Regions from separate parts of the Mus musculus genome. Here regions 2, 3, 4, 5, 6 and 7 are each linked to region 1. The links are chromatin contacts, called in public ChIA-PET, HiCAR-type, HiChIP or PLAC-seq and promoter capture Hi-C maps. All regions are on one chromosome and are shown on one strand. Each heading gives the region's core, a stretch centred on a gene start, on an enhancer-like site or on the middle of the called end of the contact. The rest is flanking DNA. Distances are from core to core; before and after follow the strand shown.

The links. Promoter capture Hi-C pulls out the DNA fragments that hold promoters and counts their contacts. ChIA-PET counts read pairs in DNA pulled down with a chosen protein or histone mark. HiCAR-type assays count read pairs that join an accessible place to other places. HiChIP or PLAC-seq counts read pairs in DNA pulled down with a chosen protein or histone mark.
Region 2: a promoter capture Hi-C map of cranial neural crest shows a contact between it and region 1. The contact joins the promoter of Akap8l here to the promoter of B3galt4 in region 1. A contact is called at or near these places in 7 of 39 promoter capture datasets (the HPC-7 cell line, cranial neural crest, frontonasal cranial neural crest and 3 more) and 3 of 115 datasets of contacts at active chromatin or transcription factors (astrocytes, embryonic forebrain and microglia).
Region 3: an H3K27ac HiChIP or PLAC-seq map of embryonic stem cells shows a contact between it and region 1, with 2.9 times the contacts expected there. The contact joins the promoter of Ddx39b here to the promoter of B3galt4 in region 1. A contact is called at or near these places in 8 of 39 promoter capture datasets (cranial neural crest, embryonic stem cells, hippocampal neurons and 3 more), 1 of 15 datasets of contacts at CTCF or cohesin (large pre-B cells), 5 of 484 Hi-C or Micro-C datasets (the CH12 cell line, cerebellum, ganglionic eminence and 2 more), 12 of 115 datasets of contacts at active chromatin or transcription factors (T-cell acute lymphoblastic leukemia, astrocytes, bone marrow-derived macrophages and 5 more) and 3 of 9 other capture datasets (adipose tissue, liver and pancreatic islet).
Region 4: a contact with region 1 is called in a HiCAR-type map of astrocytes, with 4 times the contacts expected there. The contact joins the promoter of Prrc2a here to the promoter of B3galt4 in region 1. A contact is called at or near these places in 3 of 39 promoter capture datasets (the C10 cell line, HPC-7-derived erythroid cells and cranial neural crest), 1 of 484 Hi-C or Micro-C datasets (B cells), 3 of 115 datasets of contacts at active chromatin or transcription factors (astrocytes, embryonic forebrain and forebrain) and 2 of 9 other capture datasets (adipose tissue and liver).
Region 5: a promoter capture Hi-C map of hippocampal neurons shows a contact between it and region 1, with 2.3 times the contacts expected there. The contact joins the promoter of Zfp871 here to the promoter of B3galt4 in region 1. A contact is called at or near these places in 6 of 39 promoter capture datasets (cranial neural crest, embryonic stem cells, hippocampal neurons and 3 more) and 2 of 115 datasets of contacts at active chromatin or transcription factors (pancreatic cancer cells and stem cell-derived neural progenitor cells).
Region 6: a contact with region 1 is called in an RNA polymerase II ChIA-PET map of memory CD8 T cells, with 5 times the contacts expected there. The contact joins the promoter of Csnk2b here to the promoter of B3galt4 in region 1. A contact is called at or near these places in 8 of 39 promoter capture datasets (the C10 cell line, cranial neural crest, embryonic stem cells and 4 more), 3 of 484 Hi-C or Micro-C datasets (B cells, CD8 T cells and uterus), 11 of 115 datasets of contacts at active chromatin or transcription factors (astrocytes, bone marrow-derived macrophages, embryonic forebrain and 6 more) and 2 of 9 other capture datasets (adipose tissue and liver).
Region 7: a contact with region 1 is called in a promoter capture Hi-C map of liver, with 2.8 times the contacts expected there. The contact joins the promoter of Ddah2 here to the promoter of B3galt4 in region 1. A contact is called at or near these places in 4 of 39 promoter capture datasets (cranial neural crest, liver and pre-B cells), 1 of 484 Hi-C or Micro-C datasets (B cells), 7 of 115 datasets of contacts at active chromatin or transcription factors (embryonic stem cells, extraembryonic endoderm stem cells, large pre-B cells and 2 more) and 1 of 9 other capture datasets (liver).

What each region holds. Positions count from the first base shown.
Region 1 is chr17:33,949,989-33,952,842 of GRCm38.p6, reverse strand. B3galt4 (UDP-Gal:betaGlcNAc beta 1,3-galactosyltransferase, polypeptide 4) reads left to right here and starts at 1,355. Exons shown (of 1, transcript NM_019420.2): 1 at 1,355-2,854. The coding sequence starts at 1,581. The coding sequence ends at 2,696. Rps18 (ribosomal protein S18) reads left to right here. Exons shown (of 5, transcript NM_011296.3): 3 at 252-440; 4 at 531-622; 5 at 725-845. The coding sequence ends at 800.
Region 2 is chr17:32,349,183-32,352,036 of GRCm38.p6, reverse strand. Akap8l (A kinase (PRKA) anchor protein 8-like) reads left to right here and starts at 1,460. Exons shown (of 14, transcript NM_017476.2): 1 at 1,460-1,550. The coding sequence starts at 1,538.
Region 3 is chr17:35,240,335-35,243,188 of GRCm38.p6, reverse strand. It overlaps Ddx39b (DEAD box helicase 39b), which reads right to left and starts at 1,443. Exons shown (of 11, transcript NM_019693.3): 1 at 1,337-1,443; 2 at 1-76. LOC115488830 (a small nucleolar RNA gene) reads right to left here and starts at 511; the gene lies at 435-511.
Region 4 is chr17:35,163,412-35,166,265 of GRCm38.p6, reverse strand. Prrc2a (proline-rich coiled-coil 2A) reads left to right here and starts at 1,389. Exons shown (of 31, transcript NM_020027.3): 1 at 1,389-1,531.
Region 5 is chr17:32,786,870-32,789,723 of GRCm38.p6, reverse strand. It overlaps Zfp871 (zinc finger protein 871), which reads left to right and starts at 1,437. Exons shown (of 4, transcript NM_172458.3): 1 at 1,437-1,586. The coding sequence starts at 1,584. Gm17115 (predicted gene 17115) reads right to left here and starts at 1,330. Exons shown (of 2, transcript NR_168031.1): 1 at 651-1,330; 2 at 1-337.
Region 6 is chr17:35,119,945-35,122,798 of GRCm38.p6, reverse strand. Csnk2b (casein kinase 2, beta polypeptide) reads left to right here and starts at 1,507. Exons shown (of 7, transcript NM_009975.3): 1 at 1,507-1,677; 2 at 2,272-2,354. The coding sequence starts at 2,283. It overlaps Gm20522 (predicted gene 20522), which reads left to right. Exons shown (of 3, transcript NR_168268.1): 3 at 1-64. It also overlaps a transcript of Gpank1 not described here.
Region 7 is chr17:35,057,584-35,060,437 of GRCm38.p6, reverse strand. Ddah2 (dimethylarginine dimethylaminohydrolase 2) reads right to left here and starts at 1,403. Exons shown (of 7, transcript NM_001190449.1): 1 at 1,166-1,403; 2 at 1-335. The coding sequence starts at 273. Clic1 (chloride intracellular channel 1) reads right to left here. Exons shown (of 6, transcript NM_033444.2): 6 at 1,719-2,108. The coding sequence ends at 1,947.

The DNA.
Region 1 (2,854 bases), core at 106-2,605:
CGCCTTCTGGCCTCTGGTCAGTGTGCCACAGACACACAGACATACAATGCAGGCAAACATAAGACACAAATAGACTGGGCTAGAGAGAGAATCCAGCTGTTAAAAGCTATGACTTCTTCCAGAGGCTCCCAGTGACCACATGGTGGCTCACAACCATCTGTAATGGATTCTGATACCCTCTGGTATCTCTGAAAACTCTGTACTCAGATCTTTAAAAACAAAAGTCTAATAGCCCAAACTTTTGACCTCAGGGCGTGGGGCGGAGATATGCTCATGTGGTGTTGAGGAAAGCAGACATCGACCTCACCAAGAGGGCTGGAGAACTCACGGAGGATGAGGTGGAGCGAGTGATCACCATCATGCAGAACCCACGACAGTACAAGATCCCAGACTGGTTCCTGAACAGACAGAAGGATGTGAAGGATGGGAAGTACAGCCAGGTGTGTTAGGGGACTGGTGGACACGGGTTGTCCGTTAAAACTGGGTGCAGAATCAGGAGATAAAGTTGTCTCCCCTGTCTCAAAATCTAGGTTCTGGCCAACGGTCTAGACAACAAGCTGCGTGAGGACCTGGAGAGGCTGAAGAAAATTCGAGCCCATAGAGGGCTGCGCCACTTTTGGGGGTAAGTGGGTGATGAGGCTTAAGCTGCCCACTCCCAATCAGGCTGCACAGTCCACCGGCTCGCCTCCTGCTGCTCTGTGACCTGTATCTTTTTCTTCTGCAGCCTTCGTGTCCGCGGTCAGCACACCAAGACCACTGGCCGCAGGGGCCGAACTGTGGGTGTATCCAAGAAGAAATGAGTCTCTGGGCCTTTGCTGTTAATAAATAGTTTATATACCTATGACCTCCGTCTCAGTTTGTCTTCCATCTGATAGTACTTAATGCCACAGCGATCCTGAGCTCTGGTAGTTTAATCTGGCTGCAGGTGCCTTCTGGGTACAGTGCTCTTGGTGCACTTGAACGGAAATGTCCCTCATAGGCTCCTGCTGGTGTTTGCTCCTCCCTTTCTGTTGGGTGTTCACAAGGAGACTGCCTTAGGTGCAGCAAACTGGGCGGCAACCACTGTTAAAGGTGGGGCAGCCGGTGTTGAAAACCTCCAGGGGAAGCTTGGGCAGGCTTCAATTGAGTCTCCTGCCGTAGCCGTGCTAAGCTGTTGTGAAGTGGCTACAGCTCCGCCAGATGCTGCTGCTCGGGTGAGTTAACAGCAGATGCTGGCTGCTCTAGAAAAGCAGCCTGGTATTCCGCGTGCTTTACAGTAGGGACGGACCGGGAAGGGCTGGACCTATGTGAAATGCACGCCGCTTGTCGGCTTCCGGCCTAGAGAGGCATGATGGGAAGGTGCGGGGAGGGGCGGGATGGAGCGGAGTTCCGCGTGCACGCTAGCTAGGGAAACGAAGCCTTCCGGGGCCAGCTGTGGTGGGCCAGGGCCGCATTGCACGACAGCATCTGGAGAACAGCATCTGTGATGCGCCAGAGCCCCGCGCATGGGTCACCGCGTCTCCTCAGCAGCAGCTGGTTAAAGCCGTCCTCCCACCTCCCCACGCTCTAACAGCTGTGCCCACAGGTCTCTGCGGCACGCCATGCCCCTCAGCCTCTTCCGGCGCGTCCTCCTGGCGGTCCTACTACTGGTGATCATCTGGACCCTGTTTGGACCTTCAGGCTTGGGGGAGGAGCTGCTGAGCCTGTCCCTGGCATCCCTGCTGCCGGCCCCAGCCTCGCCAGGACCGCCCCTCGCCCTGCCCCGCCTCTTGATTTCTAACTCTCATGCCTGTGGTGGCTCCGGACCCCCTCCCTTCCTGCTCATCCTGGTGTGTACGGCCCCGGAGCACCTGAACCAGAGAAACGCCATTCGGGCATCTTGGGGTGCCATCCGCGAAGCCCGGGGTTTCAGAGTGCAGACGCTCTTCCTCCTGGGAAAACCTAGAAGACAGCAGCTTGCTGACCTGTCCTCAGAGTCAGCAGCACACAGGGATATCTTGCAGGCCTCCTTCCAGGATTCCTACCGCAACCTCACCCTCAAGACCCTCAGTGGACTGAACTGGGTGAACAAATACTGTCCTATGGCCCGCTACATCCTCAAGACGGATGATGACGTGTATGTCAACGTCCCAGAGCTGGTGTCAGAGCTGATACAAAGAGGGGGGCCTTCGGAGCAATGGCAGAAGGGCAAAGAGGCCCAGGAAGAGACAACAGCTATCCATGAAGAGCACAGAGGCCAGGCAGTGCCCCTTCTGTATTTAGGCAGGGTGCACTGGAGGGTGAGACCCACTCGGACACCAGAGTCCCGGCACCATGTGTCAGAAGAACTGTGGCCGGAAAACTGGGGTCCTTTTCCACCCTATGCCTCGGGCACAGGATATGTACTGTCCATCTCTGCTGTGCAGCTCATCCTGAAGGTGGCCAGCCGGGCCCCACCTCTACCTCTAGAGGATGTCTTTGTGGGAGTAAGTGCAAGGCGAGGGGGCCTTGCCCCCACACACTGTGTCAAATTGGCTGGTGCTACCCACTACCCCTTGGATCGGTGCTGTTACGGGAAGTTCCTGCTGACATCCCACAAGGTGGATCCCTGGCAAATGCAGGAAGCTTGGAAGCTGGTGAGCGGCATGAATGGGGAGAGGACTGCACCCTTTTGCTCCTGGCTCCAGGGATTTCTGGGTACCTTGAGGTGCCGGTTCATAGCCTGGTTCAGTAGCTGAGAACCCACAGAAAACAGCACCTCAGAGACCTTTCCCCAAAGTTGGTGCAGAGGCTGCAGATCCCTGTGGTGATCTAGTTCCTCCATTTTCTCACAGCAAACTCTGAAGCTGCAACCAACCAAGTTTACCAAGATAAACTTGGGCCCTGGCCTGCCAGC
Region 2 (2,854 bases), core at 211-2,710, 1.6 Mb after region 1:
GAGAGGTGGCTCAATGGCAAAGAACACACACTGCTCTTACAGAGAACTTGGATTTGGTTCCCAGCACCCACATGGCAGCTCACAGTAACTCCAGGGTATCCAGTACCCTCTTCTGACCACCTCAGGCACTGGGGGTGCATGTAGTTGCATAGACATATATTCAAGCAAAACAAATACATAAGCCTAAAAAGAATTGATAAACATTCCTTAATACCAATAGAACACCTACTTTAACATTTCTCAAAACCATAAGAAGGTACATGAATCATAGAAGCAGAGCTTGCTGTAGTTTATCCATTGTTTTATTTTTAGGGTTCTTCCAAGGATACCTCCCATGGTGACTTTCCACACAGCCAGGAGGAGCCAGGCATAGTGCTTAGAACAAGGCTGGTACTGGGTTACATTTTTCGTTTTGTGGAGCTGAGCATTGAACATAGGTTCTTATGTCAAGCATTTGCAATAATATATGATACATTGAGATATACTACTTGTATAACAAATAGCATACACATAAACAGTTATTTTTAAAGTGGTTTTTGAGAGGCAGGAGAGATGGCTCAGCAGTTAAGAGCACTAGCTGTTTTCCCAGAGGACCCAGGTTCAATTCCCAGTACCTTCATGGCAGCTCAGGGCTGTCTGAAACTCCAGTTCAGGTGATCTGACACCCTCACACAGACACGCGCAAGCAAAACACTAATACACATAAAATTTTCAAAAGCATCTTTATTTTGCAGTTGGAGAGCTCACATAAGGCCTTCTGTACATGCTAGGATAAAATGTTTTTCCACCAAGCTATATCCTTACAAACACTATTAATTGTTATGTAACGATTAATAAGAAAATAATATTTACTATTTACTTTGTGAAACTGGCCCTAATTCTTTACCCCTCCTTGAAACGGGGACTCACTGGAACCCAGAGTGGCTTAGAATTCATATAGTATAATCTGACCTCAAACTCGAGTCATTCTGTCTCAGGCTCCGGTATTCTGGGGTTACAGAAGTCAGCTACTACACATGGCCTTCTTCGTTTGTTTTAACGTTATCTCACATAACGTTTGTCAGGACCTTGTTTAGCAGTTAGATACTAATTTTCTCCTTTCAACATGGCTTTACCATTCTTGACTTCATTTCAGTGGCGGGGCGCAAGACGGTCGTCTCTGCTCACGCTGGCAAGTGTCTCGCTCGCACACACCAGGCGAGCACACGCGTGGGCTCGGACCTCTAGGTTGCATGCAGCTCCGCCCCTTCGAACCTTTCCATCTTCTCCCCTTGGCCTATTGGCGCAGGTTTTTGTTAACAGGAGGCGGAGAGTAAGGCGGGGTCGTCGGGGGTTGGCAGTATCTCCAACCACTGTCACGAAGAGGTGTAAAAATAGACAGGTAGCGAAACCAATAGGCGTGAAGTCCGAGGTTTGCAGAAGCCAATGAGATAAGGAGGCGGGGCTGGAGCGTGTGTGGAAGGACCCCAGGGATTGTTGTGGCGTCAGACGCGCAGAGTAGCGGTCTGTGTCCACGGCTCGGGTGTTCTCTGCGGCCATGAGCTACACAGGTAGGCCCAACAGGGTGAAGGCAGCGCTCTGGGCCGGGGCGTCAGGACGGGCTGAGTCATGCTAGGATCTCCTCTTGTAGTGTCGTGGTCATTGCCCTCTGTGGTCACAAAATGGCGTCTTAGGCTCTTCCCTTCGGGGTCGCATCCCTCAAGCTTCGGCTCTCACTGACCTCAGCCGGGCATCTTGGACTCTCCTGGCTACTCAAGGATTTGCTTGTGTCTTCTGTGACCGTAGGTCTTGGGCCTCAACGTTAGGTTCAGGCTTCCCGCACCTCCGTTCGTCATTCCCTGGCTAGTGCCCCACGGACACCCACGTCTAAGACGTCGCTTCTCAGGCCTGAGCTTCTGAGATCAGTCCGTTGGGGCGGCTGCTGTCGCCATTGCCTCCCTTGAGCAGTTTCTGTGCAAAACGTCGCAGACCCTTACTCATGGCACTCCCCCCACTTCATCTGGTATAAAGCGGGAGGGGGGGAGAGCCAACCTCCCCTACCTCACTCCCCCAGGGGGCGGTGAGAATCTGTAAATCTATATGAAGGCTCTGAACCGTTGCAGGGAGCTTTAGAGAGCAAGCTTGAACCCTGGTGACGAATGACTACTTTCCACTCAACTTACCGAATCAGGTGCTGAATAGACACTGAATGCTGACAAGAATTTCTTAAGCATCTTATAGGCGAGGACAGACAAAATACAATAAATATATTATTTTGGGTCTTGGGTATCCTGAAGAGATTCAGCCATTACACGGAGAGCTTTGAAGCCTCTGGGAAGGGTGACGTTTAAGAAGAGATGTAAGCAAAATAGGAAAGAGTAAAGATAGCTGTCGCTGTAAAACATACTGGGCTGGAACCGCCTACCTACTTAGATCAGTGATATTTGAGCAAAGAGGAAGGTGGGTGAGGAGCATGGTGAGGGGTGTGGAATATGCTTGAGTGACTGTAGAATCATTCTTGAGTGAGTTAGTTGCCAAGGCTCCCTGGGTTTGCCAATGAAACTTATCAGTCAGTGCCACAGACAGTGCCTCCCACTTTACTGGAGGTATTTCAGGCTTGAACTTAAGTGGTTGCTGGATAACCCACATTCTGTTTGGAATGTTTAAGGCTTTCAATGGAACCTGAGCTTTATGCCAGTCCTCCTAAGCCCCTGGGTCAAATGCTTGCCAAGAACCTTGGGATTTTTAACAACCATCCTCTAGGCCAGTGGTTCTCAACCAGGGTGATTTTGCCTGCCTCACACCTCCCAGGGGTACATTTGGCAATATCTGGAGTCCTGTTTTGTCTTATCTATATAATGTGTGTATGGGCAGG
Region 3 (2,854 bases), core at 194-2,693, 1.3 Mb before region 1:
GCAGGTGAGGAAGCAAGGGCCAAAGAGAGGGGTTGAAGAACAGCAAGGGGAAAGACACCAGTTTCCGACAGAAGAGCTGGGAGAGGGGACAACAAAAAAACCGGAAAAACTCATCAGTCACGAATGGACTCGTCACTTCTCGTCGATCCCTACACCCGTCCTATTCTTCCCTAAACTGTGAAACCTTTGTCCCGAAAGAAGAGTTAACAAAGAGACTCATGACATAAGAAACGGGAACACCAGACGGGAGAGACAGAGTGGGCTCCACCGCTAACCAGACTTTGTAACACACACTTCGACAGGCAGGAGCCAACTGGGAGACCGCAGTAAAATGAGCGTGACTAACGACTCACACGAGGGTTGAGACACAAAGGACAAGGGAAGACAGAGACTGCGCTTTCTCCTGCCACCTCACGGTGGTGATCCCCAACGTCAGCCATCAGTCAAGGGTGATAGATAAGGGTCAGCACTGCGCAGAGCGCTCACTTCCCAAATGCAAACATCATGTGGCTGCCGCTATTCTCTTGCTCAGAAACCCCCGAGTGGCCGTCCCAGCGGCGCACACCTGGACCGGGGAACAGAAGCAGGAAGGAGGGTGGTGCGGGGCGGAGGGTGGGAAGTGTATGAATGGCTCCATTTCAAGAAAAAAAAAATTTTTTTGTTTTGAAAAAGATGGGTGTGTGCAGTTCAATGGCAGTGCTTGCTTAGTAACGCGAGAGGCCGCAAGGTTCGGCTCAGCGCTGCCAAAGTTAATTTTAAAAGTCGCACTAAGGAATTAAGGTCACAGCTGAGAACGATGCAGGATTAAGAGTGTGAGCCGGGTGGCCTTAGAAAGGAACGCCTTGCAGTGCTCTCGGAAAAGCTTCCCCAGAAGTGCGCGACACCATCGGCCACGCACAGAGGCAGCCATTCACAGAGAGCTCCAAATAAGGCAGCGAAAGCGGGGTCAAAGGGCTGGACGGGCCCCGGAGCGAGATCTTCCCATCCCTGGGCGAGCAAGAAAAGGCCCGGAGGGGAGATGCGAGGGGCCCCGCCCTCCTCCTGGCGCCGCCTCCGGCCGCCGCGGCCCCGGGTGGGCAGAGGACCCACTGGAACACCCAGGAAGCGCGGAGACACAATGGCGGCCGAGGCCACCATTTTGGATCGTTCCCCCCTTGTCTCCCAGCTCCCCGCCAAGATCTGCTCTCAGAAAGGGGTGAAGACAACAGAACTGGACGCCCGCCTGCGCGCCGGCGGCCACGGCGCCGGCCCGGCACCGGGTATCAGGGACCCGCGCGGCGGGGCGAGCCGCGGGAGAAGCAGATGGCGGTGGATGGTGCACAGGGCCAAAGCTTACCTAAGCACTGCGAGCGTGTATGGCGGCAGCAACGGGGACGGAGGCGGGAAGCTGCCTTCACTTCCGGTTCCAGGCTCGCCCCGGCCTCCCGCCTTCCCGGCCGCCAGGGCGCACGCGCAAGGAGCCGGAAGCAGGCTTTCGCCGCGCGCGCTCCGCGGCTGGCTTTGCAGAACGCCCACTTGAAATGAAGCTTCAGACGACGCCTCCTCCGGTCGCCAGTAGCAAGAGCGCGACAGGAAACTCACGTCTTCCCCCGCAGAGCTCTCCATTTTGTTCTTCTACGCTTATGCAACACCCTCCGACGGTCGGCTCTACTTTAGTTTTGTTTGCCACGCCAGGCTTCTCCCTGGGCACCTCTCTGTGGGCATGGAGGACTCCGCGATCGAATGAGAAGCGTTTCTCACGGGGTCCTTAGCCTCGTAGTCAAGGTGACCCGAGAGCGGCTAACTCGGGCCTCTGCTGGAGGGGAGGGGGACACGTGACCACGCCCATTACAGTCGTGCAGAGAATAGGCAGGATTTACCCAAAATTATATCGAAAGATGGAGGCTTACATTCTGTCTAGGTGCTAAATAAATGGTGGGGTTTGAGGTTATGCACCTTTCCATAATTCTTGCTAACTAGAGCAGCAGAATAATCTCAGTTCCATTATTCAGCCTGGACATCCCCCTCCCCCCATGTGGTATTCCCTTTGAGATGTTACATATAGCAGAAGTGTTGTCCTGTTGCCTTGCTACATAAACACAAGCTCGGGCTTTCCCTATTAAGGACACTTAATATTAATACAAAGTAACACTAAGTATCAGTGTTGCCAACCAGCTGGCTGTGTCCTGCTCAACGCATAAGCTCTCTGGGCTGGGGCTTGGTAGCTTTTGATCCCTCCGCATTTGGCAGCCCTAAGCAGCAGGCCGGCGGGTTTTGTATAAATCAGAGAGGAGTGGGAATTCCTCGGCCCTGGTAACTTATTACGAACTGTAGCTCCAGAAAGTGCGGTACCTGGGCCTTTAGCTTTGAAGCGTTTCCAGGAACTCTCCTAGTGACCTAGTTGGCGGGCTCTTAGCCACTGTCTTCCTGTTACTGGACCTAATGTGACATTGTGGAGGGTAGCATAGTAAGGTTTGTCCCAGCTGACCCAAGTGAGCCAAACTTTCTGCTTTACAGCCAGCAAAGGGTGTTTGCACCAAACACAGCAAACAGCAAACTCGTGCAAATGAAGACTTGTGTTTGCACCAATCATAATATTGTCCCTTTGGCATCAGTGATAACACATCTTCCTGCTACTGGACTATGGGAAGTTCCACCCTCCACTGGGGGAGGAGAGAGAGGACAGAAACAATCCTGGCTGAGCCATTAGCTGTGTGGTTTCCTCAAAGACTTTATAGAAGATTCAAAATGGCCATGCTGACAGTCCTCGTTAAGGTAGCCAGGGCAGGAAGGGATTGTCTTAACAGCTGGCTGTGATTTTAACAATGCTTAAAACCTGGGCCACTGGGGCCACAGCAAGGTGAGTGCCCCTCAT
Region 4 (2,854 bases), core at 140-2,639, 1.2 Mb before region 1:
AACACCTACATCTGGGAACTCACAATCACCAGTAATTCCAGTTCAAAGAGATCTGAACTCCTCTTGGTACAGGAACCAAGAACCCAGGTGGCACCAGGAACCCACTTGGTACATATGCATATATGTAGATATGCATACAAATAAAATAAAAACAAATAAATGTTTCTAGAGTTAGGAAAATGGCTCAGCGGATGAAATGCTTGCTAACAAGCATGAGGACCTAAGTTTGGACCTCCTGTACTCATGTCCAGGCTGGGCAGATCACTCCTGTCTGTAACTTCAGCACCGGGATGCAGAGATAGAAAGATCTCAAGCTCTTTGGCCAGTCCATATGGAATCTGAGCTCAGCCATCCAAGTATCAAGATTCACTGAAAGATGAAAAGAATGTCTCAAAAAATAAAGTGTTTGCGCGAGCCCTCTGGACGTCAACCTCTGGTTTGTAAAGGCCAGTGAGCACCCACCAATATACATAAAAATTCACAGGAAAATGTTGAGTAAGTGTAAGTGTGGTGAGAGGCAAAGATTTCTACAGTCAAGTACTAAGAAACAAAGAGGGGAAGTAGTACGACCTTTAAAGCTGAAACTCATTGTTGAAGGAACATTAATTATAAAAACAGTTTTTAAAACTATTGAGCATAAAAATTAAATGTCAAATATCCGCCGTAGTTAGTCGCTGCTAAAATTTGGAAGAGTAGGTCATTCCTTGCCTTTGTTCAAATTGTTTGCATATATTATGCAAATACCCAGAACCATTCGAAGAACGCCTACTCGAAGAAAGTCAATGATACACTCCTCTGGACCCTTTGATTGGCTTGCCTATCCACTTCATTTGCATGACGTGATTTGATAACTGGAAAGCCCCGCCTCCCTGACGCGTTTACCTCTCACGAATGGACACCAGACCTGAAATTCTTCCAGGGTCTATGTAACTCCGCCCTCGACTAACTAATCCCTTCCATTCGTCGCAGTTCTTTCCGTCTTCTCCGCTGAGAGTGACCGGGGCCTAGCATCCCTTCCCTGCGTGTCTCTCGGCTCCCAGCCGTCCGCGGACCAACTACGCATGCGCATCCTTTTTCTCCCACCATCCGTCGTGTAAATTCTGCGCCCCAACGGCCTCGCATTCCGCCCGGTCTACGCGTCTCAACTGCCGACGCCAAGACGTCTCCCTAGCCAACCGGCGTCCTAGCGTCTGTAAGTCCCTCCCCTTTATGCAAATATCCTCCACACACTGCCTTTATTTTTTTAAAGTAGGGACAGCCCTGAAGAGCGGAGGGGTCGGAGAGTAAGGGCTCCGCCCCCTATGCAAATAAGGGGGCGTGCCCAGCCGCGGAGGGAGGCGGGAGGTGGGGGGTGTTCCCGGGGGCGGCGGTTGCCCGGATGGGCCGTTAGTCGGAGCCCAGCCGCGGAGTGAGCGAGGGAGACGGGAGGAGCCGAGCGCGGCGCCATCCGCCGCCATCCGCCCCCGCCCCGCCGCCATCCGCCCCGGGAAGCCTTTGAGCCCGGGTCCCGGACCCCCACGCACCCGGCTAGGTGAGTCTGGGCGAGCTGGGCGCTGACGCCCTTTCCGGCGCGGGGCGGCGGCAGCGGCGGCGGCGGGCCGGGGGAGAAGCTGCCATCAGCCGCCGCCATCTTGTCCTCCTGCCGCCGGCCTGCCCCTCCCCCTCGGCCTGCGCCGGCCGCTCCCAGGCCGCTGTGGAGGGCTGGGGGCGGCCGCGGCCCAGCAGCCTGCTCCTCAGGGCACGACCGCGCTCCAGGCCGCGGTTCCTGCTCGCGTCGCGCCCTCGGCCCCTCGGCCGGCCCGGGGCCCCTCCGCCGCCTGTAGACCTACCCTTTGAGGGGCTCTTGGTGTTTCTGGAGCCCTTGCTGCCACCCGGCGCTATGGCTCCCGGTCTTTCTTGGTCTTTGCGTCGAGTCACTCTGGTTCTGGAGCCCCGCTTTCGGCCAGCATCTTCGCCTTTCTGCGTCCCCCAAGCCTCTGCGTTCCCTTTTCCCCCCATGGCCCTATCTCCTCCTCTTCCCTCTTTTCTTCTGAGCTCCCCTGACACTGCCCCTTGTCAGCCTTCCTCAGCCGTTCCTGCTTCCCTCCCTGCTTTCTGCTTGATTCTCTCTTTAGCAGTTGAAATCTGTCTGCTCTACGGTTTTTCTGCTTTCTCCCCCTTTCATGGTAGATTTCAGATTGCCTTCCTTAAGTGCCTAGAGAGCAACCCCTGTCTTCTTTTCTCTGGCTTGTGGTAAAGTTAGTTCTCTCCCCGATTTTGGCTTTCATCCTAGGCCTGCATGCTTTCTTGCTATCTTCCATCTCTTTTTCACACTGTTCCCACCCACAAATGAATGCCCGGTCACTCGAGGATGGATTCAGATGTAGAGTTTTTCCTGCCTGAGGAGTAAGGGCTGTTAGGGGAACAAATGACTGCTTATGAAGAGACTGGATGAGGATAAAAATGGTAGTTGGTTCTGGGTTTGGCCTCTGCTGCCTGGCCCATGGTTACAGGGTGTTGTCGAGGTAGCTCCGTCATGCTGTGGTTTTCCTCAGTTTTACATGGGGTCCACTAGTTTTTTGTTTTTTTGTTTTTTTCTGCCAGCAGAATTGTTTCCAAGAGCCTGTGTGGGGGCTATGTAAGGAATAGATGGAATATTTTGCATCCAGGGGTTCTGTGGAGCCCCTGTTGTTTAGTAAGGCTTAGTCTGGCACCAGCTCCTGGTCTGAGAGCAAGCTCATAAAAATCCTTAAGCTCCCAGCATACCTTCCTTCAAACCTCCCAGATGGGACTTAAGGCTGCTGGGAATGAAACCTGGGACACAGGGCCCTGGGGCGTGATTAGGGAGCTGGTGTCTAATAGGTTGACAATCTGA
Region 5 (2,854 bases), core at 188-2,687, 1.2 Mb after region 1:
GAAAACCAGGCCAGCCTGTGTTCCTTGGGGAAATCTCTGAAAGGGAAAATAATACAGAAACGATAGGGAAAGGAACTAGAGAGAAAAGAGGTAAAAATGGAAAGCAGAGAAGGACACAGTCTGCTAATTTGTCAGTAAATATTAAATATTTTTTATAAATGTGAAGAAGAGAGAACTGGGTGGGAGTCTGAAGAGTTGGGGGCTGGAACGCTGGCTTCGTGGTTTAGAGTGCATATTGTTTTTGTAAAGTACCCAAATTCTGTACCAGGACCCACGTTCTGCAGTTTATAAGTCCATCTCCGCGGATTCAGTGCCCTCTTCTGGCCTCCATGGGCATCTGTTCTTGCGTGACATGCACACAGACACACAAACATATTTTTAAAAAAATAATAAATTCTTAAACAAAATCTGTAAATGCCATCTAGTCATCTTGCTGGCTGCGCCTCAAGTCTTTTTAGCTTTCCTATTTTCGCTCCTGTCTTCTAAAATATCACTTAAAATACCTGTCTGCAGGTTCCCTGACATTGTTCCAAGCTTGCACCTTCTTCACCTTCTTCACAGCAGGAATCTATTATCTGTCTACTGCTTCCCACCCCCACCCCCCCACCCCCGGCCTCTTATAACGCTTTCAGCACCCAGAGCAGGCTTACAATTCCAATCTTCTCTCTTCAAGGCTTCCTTTCTGATTTCTACCATTCCTCTGTGAACTTAGTTCTACCTCCGCAGTCAGGCTGGTTCTCCTGATTGCAGGAATGTCTGCCCTGGAAGTCATCTGTGGAGTATTCCAGGTTTATGTGTTCAGAGTCCTGGAGCTCCGCTGCGACCTGCGCAAACTTCCACTTACTGAAGAATCTTTGGAATGCTTCGAATCTTAAGAATGGTTCTGTGTCCTTCCATTCCCAAAATGTTTTGCTCTAGAAGTGACTTTGTGAGGGCAATAGTGGCGAGGTGGGTTCAAGAGAGAATTTGAAAAGAGTAAGCAGAATGGGTAAATCCCCAGCCACAGAGACCTTGGTGACAACCATCGATCACAAAATGAGAGAGAATATTAGAAGCGCAGCCAAATAGGCATAATTCACATCATTCTTTTCAATGCCATTTCTCACTCACGCAAATAGAATTTAGCCGACATCTTTGCTTTGTTAAAGAATAGACTTCTACGTATGTTTAAATCCATGTAAAATATAAAGTATTCATCCCCTTCACACGTAACGCCAGAAGTAGAGTTTGGGAATCCCACCTCCAGTTTAGACCCCAAGTATCAAGCCTTACGTTCGGATTAGAGGTTTGGCGCCACAGTACACTCGAGAGGATGCTTTTTCTGTCATTTAAGCATTGGGAGGCGTGCACGTGACTCACTGGCCAGTAAGAAAAGTTGCTTGGCTGCATAAACTGTCCAATGAGATTTTCAGATGTTGAGAGAGGGCGGGCACAGAAGCGGAGGATGCCACTTCCCGTCCAGCCATTTTAGGCGTTTGTGTCTTCTGTGGAGAGAGACCCGCAGGTTGTTTTCCCCAGTGTCTGTGTTCCATCCACTTACTGCAAGAGCTGCCGGAGAACAGCAGGACACCCGGTGATTGGAAATGGTACGTGCGGCCAGGCGTCCCGGCTGCGGGGAGGGCGCCGCTAGAAGCGGAGGCGGCAGTGGGGACGCGGCCTTCCAGGGCAGCTGAGTCTGCATCTCATCTGCTCTGCTGGGCCGCGCTGCCCGGGTCCCTCTGGGTGGAGCTGGGCCATCAGGCAGAGCTGCGGTCCTGTCCTTTGCTAAGAGCTCAGTGCTGCGGCCATGGCCTCCCTAGGCATCCGGGCACCCGCAGCGACGCGGCTCCGCAGCCTGGGCGGTGGCGGCAGCGTCGCGGTGAGACACGGGACCCTGGAATTCGTGTGTGTGTGTGTGTGTGTGTGTGTGTGTTGGGGGGCAGGGAAGCCGCAGGGTGTGGTGACCTTGTGTCCTGGGCGTGTTGTCATAAACAGGGGGGACAAGTTTGTGTGTTTCCAATGCCAGAATTTATCGAATAATTAATAATTCACAAGTCATGTGTATTTCGTTAATAATTAATCCAGTAGTCCCGATTTTGCTAACCAGCCATTGGCAATCAACGCGTTTTTATATAACAATCTAATTGCTAACGTTAACTGGAAGATCACACATGAACATTTCACACAAAAACATACAAAATGTGCAGATCACAGAATGACTAAGAGCCAAAGTGGTTGAGTTTAGAGTCTGTCCTGAAGTAGGAGGCATTGAGCTGAGGCGGGTGCAAAGAAGAATCTGAAAGGGGACCAATGATGATGTCCTAGCAGTGTAGACACAGAGATGTCAAGTATACGCGCACCGAACGTTGAAGTAAGTCAATTTGAAGTTGGCTGAATGTCCTGGGCAGGAGAAACCGCACTGGAGATGGAGTCCAAAGGACTGACTCAGTTCTTCCCTGTGGGTAAGTGTGACAGTTGCCTGCCATCCTTTGGGCTTGGGGATGCTCCTTCGTAGTGCCAGGTGAGGGGATTATATGTTGTATACTTTGTGTGGTGTTTCTAATACAATTTGGTATATTTTTAGTTGTTGATATTGTCAGTTTGTCCCTCCTAGTTTTCTAGGAGATAGTGGGCCTTTTTTTTTTTTTTTTTTTTTTGCTTGCGTAAACAAGTTGTACTGCCCTTCCTTTTTCGGGGGAGGGGCTTTGAGTAACTAGTCCAGGTTGTTATTTAATAAAATGGAGTCATTCTAGGCTTGACGTTGTTGGAAAGCAGATATTCCCTACGGTATCACTGAGTGGTCTGCCCTGGCTTCCTCACTCTTGTCACTCACAGATTCAAGGGGAAGCTGTCTTTAAATTCCATGACCTGTGCC
Region 6 (2,854 bases), core at 258-2,757, 1.2 Mb before region 1:
AAAACAGACCCCAGGAACAACAGATCCTGTCATGATGTTAATAAAATTTCATGAGGGCATAGTAGATATGAATCTGTGTAGAATGCTTGTTTCAAATTTGAGAATTCTAGATTCTATCAATAACACAGAAAAGAAAAAGGGTAACAGGAAAAAAATATTCTACAAGACAGTTGTTAATGGGTTCTGTATTCAACTCCCATCTTCCTACAAACAAAAATGCCAGGCTCTCTCTGAAAACATTCCGCTAACACATACAGGAAATATAAGGTCGACACCCCCCCCCCTTTTTTTTTCGAGACAGGGTTTCTCTGTATAGCCCTGGCTGTCCTGGAACTCACTCTGTAGACCAGACTGGCCTCGATCTCAGAAATCTGCCAGCTTCTGCCTCCCAAGTGCTGGGATTAAAGGCGTGCGCCACCACTGGCCCGCACAGGTCGACCTTTTAAATCTTGCTCGATCTTATCTAGGGGTCCCCTTTTCCCAGATTAAAAACAGGCATGACATTACTCCGGGAGGTTTCTGGGGAAGCTGCATTGTCACTTCTGTACCGCAAAATGTCGCTCTTGTAATCTGTAAGATTGGATACAATCAAATAGCCACAGGGCAGAACGAGGCATGCGCAGGAGCAACAACAACAAAACATCCATAAGGTTCAAGTTTCCCGCGCTAGAACCTTTTCTAGCATCCTCGTAGTAAAGCATCGCGTGCCCAGTAGCGCGAGGACCCAAGGGGGAGCCTGTCGGTTGGGGTCCTGCTTTTACATAACGCCCCCACAATGCCCTTCGCCACCCTCCGCGTTCAGAAAGACTCTGAGGACACAGTGGGGAGACCTGTGGGATGCCGAGGAGCTGTGAGATGAAGTAACATCACGGTTACCCCTCACCACTGCTCTGAGCAGGGTTTGAAGAACAGTCAGGGTCATCAGCACAACTCTCTACCCCAGCTCTGAGGAGATGGAGAAGTACAAAGGGACAAGCGGCGGCAGAATGGCTGGCCCCACCTCAGGTTAGCTCGCAGGGCGGTCCAGGTTCTCACGCAGCGTGCACAGCTCAGCGCATCCCAAGCACACCCGACCTAAGTCCCTCACCACAACTCTGCGCATGCCGGAGCCCGAGCGCACTCTGTCGCGGGCCTGGCGAGAGAACCAGGATCCCGTGGGTTGGCCTGGCACAGGGAAGAGGGAGAAAAAAAAGCAAAGCGGAACGCTGAGGGAGCACCGCAGGGATGACAATCAGCCCGAGGACCTACCCGGCAGCTTAGCGAGCCTAACAAGACTATATTTCCCAGGCTTCCTGGTCGGGAAGACCCCCTGCTCCGCTTCCGCTTCCGGTGGCGCCTCGGTTCGCCCCGCCCCCAGGCGGCTTCCTCTAGGGCCTCGCGGCCCTTAGAGAGTCATGCGCGGGTCCTCTTGGGATTGGTAGTTTGTCTTCCCCTCATTTCGTCAGTTTCTCTCTGCCGACGGGACTACATCTCCCGGCGTCCACGGAGGTAGGGGGCGGTTCTTAGCGCCTGCGCGTTGCCCTTTTCTCACCCAAATCCTCACCAGTTTCCAGTGGCCCCCCCCCTCCCTACTTCGTCTGCTGCGGCCGGGTCGGCTTTTTGCGCTGTAGTGGTCTCTGCGGTTCCTTGGAAGCACAGCTCCCCTTCCCCGCCCCAGTCCCAGTCCCCGTCCGGCCGGTGAGTGTGGGGTTGTCCCCGCGTCGAGTCGCCCGTCCCTGGGCGCGGCACTCTGGTTGGAGCTCCTCGATGTGGGGGCGACGAAGGAAGTGACCGGGTCGGTAGCCGAAGGAGGTCGGGGGCCCTGGGCGAGAGGAGGCGGCTTTTGGGGACGCTCGTGAGACCCACAGAAGTGTGGTGCCTTCGCCAACCCTGCGAGTGCAGGAGAGGCCGGCTCTGTTGGGGAAAATGAACTTCGGAAGCCTTGGGACAGGCGCCAGGAACATGCAGGCACCTGCGGTGGTGGGGAGCCGGAGCCGAGGGCCCTGTCGCGGCTGACATGGAGGGGAGAGGGGCCTGGCTTTGAGGAGCGCCAGGGACGAGGGTCACACTAACAGATCAGGACCTGTCATTTTCTGGAAAGTAGCGAAACTTATTGCCAGCACACTGCAAGGGGGCTGAGGTGAAGGAGAGAAGCTTGGAGATGCTTCAGAGGCCGGGATCCTTCAAGCCTGGCTGGACTCAGATTCTTCCGTTGTTGTGGAGAATGTGTGGGAGGAGGGAAGAGACAAGAAACAGCTTGGTCTCCACTTACTTAACGCTCTTCTTTCACAGCGGACATAAAGATGAGTAGCTCTGAGGAGGTGTCCTGGATTTCCTGGTTCTGTGGGCTCCGTGGTAATGAATTCTTCTGTGAGGTGAGTTTAGGTCGGCCAACTCCACATGCCCTCGATGTTTTATTTTATGTTGTTTGAGAGCAGATTTCGACGGAACTCACTATGCAGCCTAGACTGGCCTTGAACTCCTGGCAGTCCTACTTCCTCAGTCTCCTGAGTGCTAGGATTTCAAGGTTTTGTCAATATGCATGGCTAACAGAGGTACCTCTGGGTGACCACTAGGATAATTAAAATATTTCATGTTAAAGTTGGGTAATGTGCAAAGCCCGGTGGCTTCAGTAGAAAATTACAAATGCCTTTCAGAAACTAAACTGTTTAGCCTTCATGATTCCCAAGTCTTCAACTCAGAGAGTTTGCTATCCCCAAGAAGATGGCAAGTGCGGTTTCTAAAATAAGCTTGTGTCGAAGCTGAATAATGTCTATGTCTTTGCTGGAGATGGTTAGCCTTAAAGAAAGGGCCTGCAGTTTTTATGAGACTTCAGTACCTCTGCAGAATTGGGAATAGGACACGAGAGGTGACT
Region 7 (2,854 bases), core at 154-2,653, 1.1 Mb before region 1:
GGGCCTTGTGATTAGGGCCGTGTCTCCTTGGATCACAGCCGTGTCACCAAGCAGTGGTCCCAGCGGCAGTGACTCCTCAGGAGGCAGTTCAAGCAGCTGCAGCCCTAGTCGTTGCCTCAGTTTACCTCCTAGTACTCCATGCTCCCTTTGAGCTTTAGCCAGGTCCAGAGCCGGAAGACCAGCGCCAGCACCTTCCCCGGATGCCAAGCTCTCGGGGACACCCCGGATCAGGGCATGGGAACAACGACCCAGCCCCTCCCCCGGCGTCCCCATCACATCCACACCGAAGCCCCTTCCAGCCAAGCTGTTTTGTTTTTTCTCTTGACTTCACTGGTCTAAGAGAAGAAACAGAAAGGGGTGGGGGTAGAAGAGAAAGACATGCAAAGAAGAGAAGGGGTGAGTGTTAAAAGCTCCTAGGTCTTCCTCCTGCCATCTCCAGGCGCCCCTCCCACTCTGCCCCACCCCCTCCAAACCTTCTGGCTCTGTGGACCCCGCTCAGCCTCCTTTCACCGGGGATCTGCTTTAAGAGGCGCCCAAGGGAACAAGACTTGGATCCTTAATCTCCCAAACACCTGTTGCCCCTGCTCGGGGCTCCGCTAGGTCCCTGCCCCGCGCCCCTCCTGGCAGCCGCTAGGATGCGCTCACTCCCCAAAAATGCGGCGGCCCCGCCCCCTTAACCCTCAGCTGCTCGCAGCAGGAGGGACCCAAAGTCCTGCCAGGGACCCGCAGAGGTTATAGGACTGGAAAAGAAAACTGGGTGGTGAATCAGGACCTGGGGTGTGAAGTCCCGTATGCTCGAAGGAGAAAGGGAAACGGGCGCAAACCCGAGGAACTAGAATCTAAGGAGTTAAGCATCCTCTCTCTCCACCCCGGGTCGTCACGCTGCCCTTCGAGCGACCCAGTACAAACCAGACTTAGTCCCGGAGGACTGGGAGAGGTCTTAAACGAAATCTGGAGGGCGGAGAAACGGGGGAGGGGCGCGGCGTGGAGCCACTCCAGGCTTCAGAACTCCGTACCCCTGTCCATCTTCTAAAGTCTACCCCGCCCAGCTCTTCGCCCAAGTGCAGGTTATTCGCACACTCCGTCCGGTGCAGGGACGTATGCAGCACCCCCAAACTCCAGTCTCCCCATACCGTTTCGGAGACAGCCCCCTCTTCAGACTCACCAGCGGCCACCTCCACTCCTGCAGCCTTGTGATTTCAGCCTTGGCCCCACCCCCAGAGGAGAGAGTTAATGAAGATGGGAGTCTGAGTCCTCAAGCTGGAGAGACGGATAGCTCGGGCTTTTGAGGGGTTCCCAGGGTAGGCGAGCTCACGTACGACGATGGGGCGGGGGCGCGATGGTCTGGCGGCTCCGGGGCATTGTCTAAGCGGGACGGGGCGGGACCTTCTAAGACCACGCCCATTCCGCCCTGCTAGGCCGCGCCCATTCCTCCAGGGCTGAGTGCCCCCCTTCCCTGAACTCAGGCACCGCCCCCAGAGCAGTGTCCAGGCCCACCCTGATCCTGCTAGCCCTGGCTGTGGGGTTACAATCGCGATGTGGACCACGAAACAGCCCTCTTATGGACAGATACAAAACATGGCAGCCCCTGTACAAACACTCCCCTCCCAAATTCCCAGCAGTTACACTGAGCTTAAAAGATCACTGACCCTTCTCTTCATTTGGAGCCCACTACACTTTAAGCCGTCTTTGTGTAAAAACAACACTAGATTTTTTTCCATTCTGTATTTTATTACTGAAATGCGTTGTCCTACCCACCCCATCCCAAAATAAAAATCTTACCCTTGTCCACTATCCTTTGCCTTATCCCACAGCCCCACCCCACAAGTGCCCCGGATTTCCTGCCCACTGGCAATTTCGGAGTGTGTCCATTATGCAGCAACGTGGAAGCCCCCCGAAGCCTCTGTGGAGAGCACAGAGTGGGTGAAGGACCCTTTAAAAAGTGCTCATTTGAGAGCCCTGGCCACTTGCTCATAGGCTAGCTCTATCTCTTCATCATCTGGACAGGTGGAGGCAAATTCTTCCCGGGCATAAGCGTTGCTCAAGTACCGATGCACTCCACGGAATGCCTCTGGGATGGTGAAGCCTCTGTACTTTTTGCACACCACCTAAAGGTTAGAGAGAGGTCAGTGTGTTAGCCCCAGGGAAGGCATGCTTGCTTTGCTTTGAAGCTGTTGAACTTTCTCTTCCTTTAGGGTCTGCCAGGTAAAAAACAAAAACAAAAAACAAAACAAAACAAACAAAAAACCGAGCCCTGTCCAGGATGCCAGACCAATGAACTTCGATTCTTACAAGCTTTTTTGCTGCCGTTCTTTTGAGATAGGGTCTCTCTGTGTCACGCAGGCTGGATGATCTCTGGAATGGTATTACAGACATGTACCCTGTGCCTAGAGTCTTTAAAAATTGTACTTTTAGATGTTATTTATTTAGGCTTTTCAAGACAGGGTTTCTCTGTGTAGCCCTGGCTGTCCTGGAACTTGCTCTGTAGACCAGGCTGGTCTCAAACTCTGGAATGCACCCATCTCTACCTCCTAAGGGCTGGGATTAAAGGCGTGCACCACCATGCTGGCTAGACTTATTTTTATTTTATGAGGATGGGCGTTTGTTTATTTGTATGACTGTGCATCAGATCCTCTGGTCTGAGTTACAGATGCTGTTAGGTGCCATGTGGGTGCTGGCAACTGAACATGGTCCTCAAGAAGAGCAGTCAGTGCTCTTAACCCCTGAGCCAGCCCCTCTAGAGACTTCTCACCGATTCTTTCCCTTCCATCCCCATCCTCACTACCCCCTCCCCCCCCACACACACATCACAAGATGGGGTTTCTCTGTGTAAACCTGGCAGTCCTAGAACTCA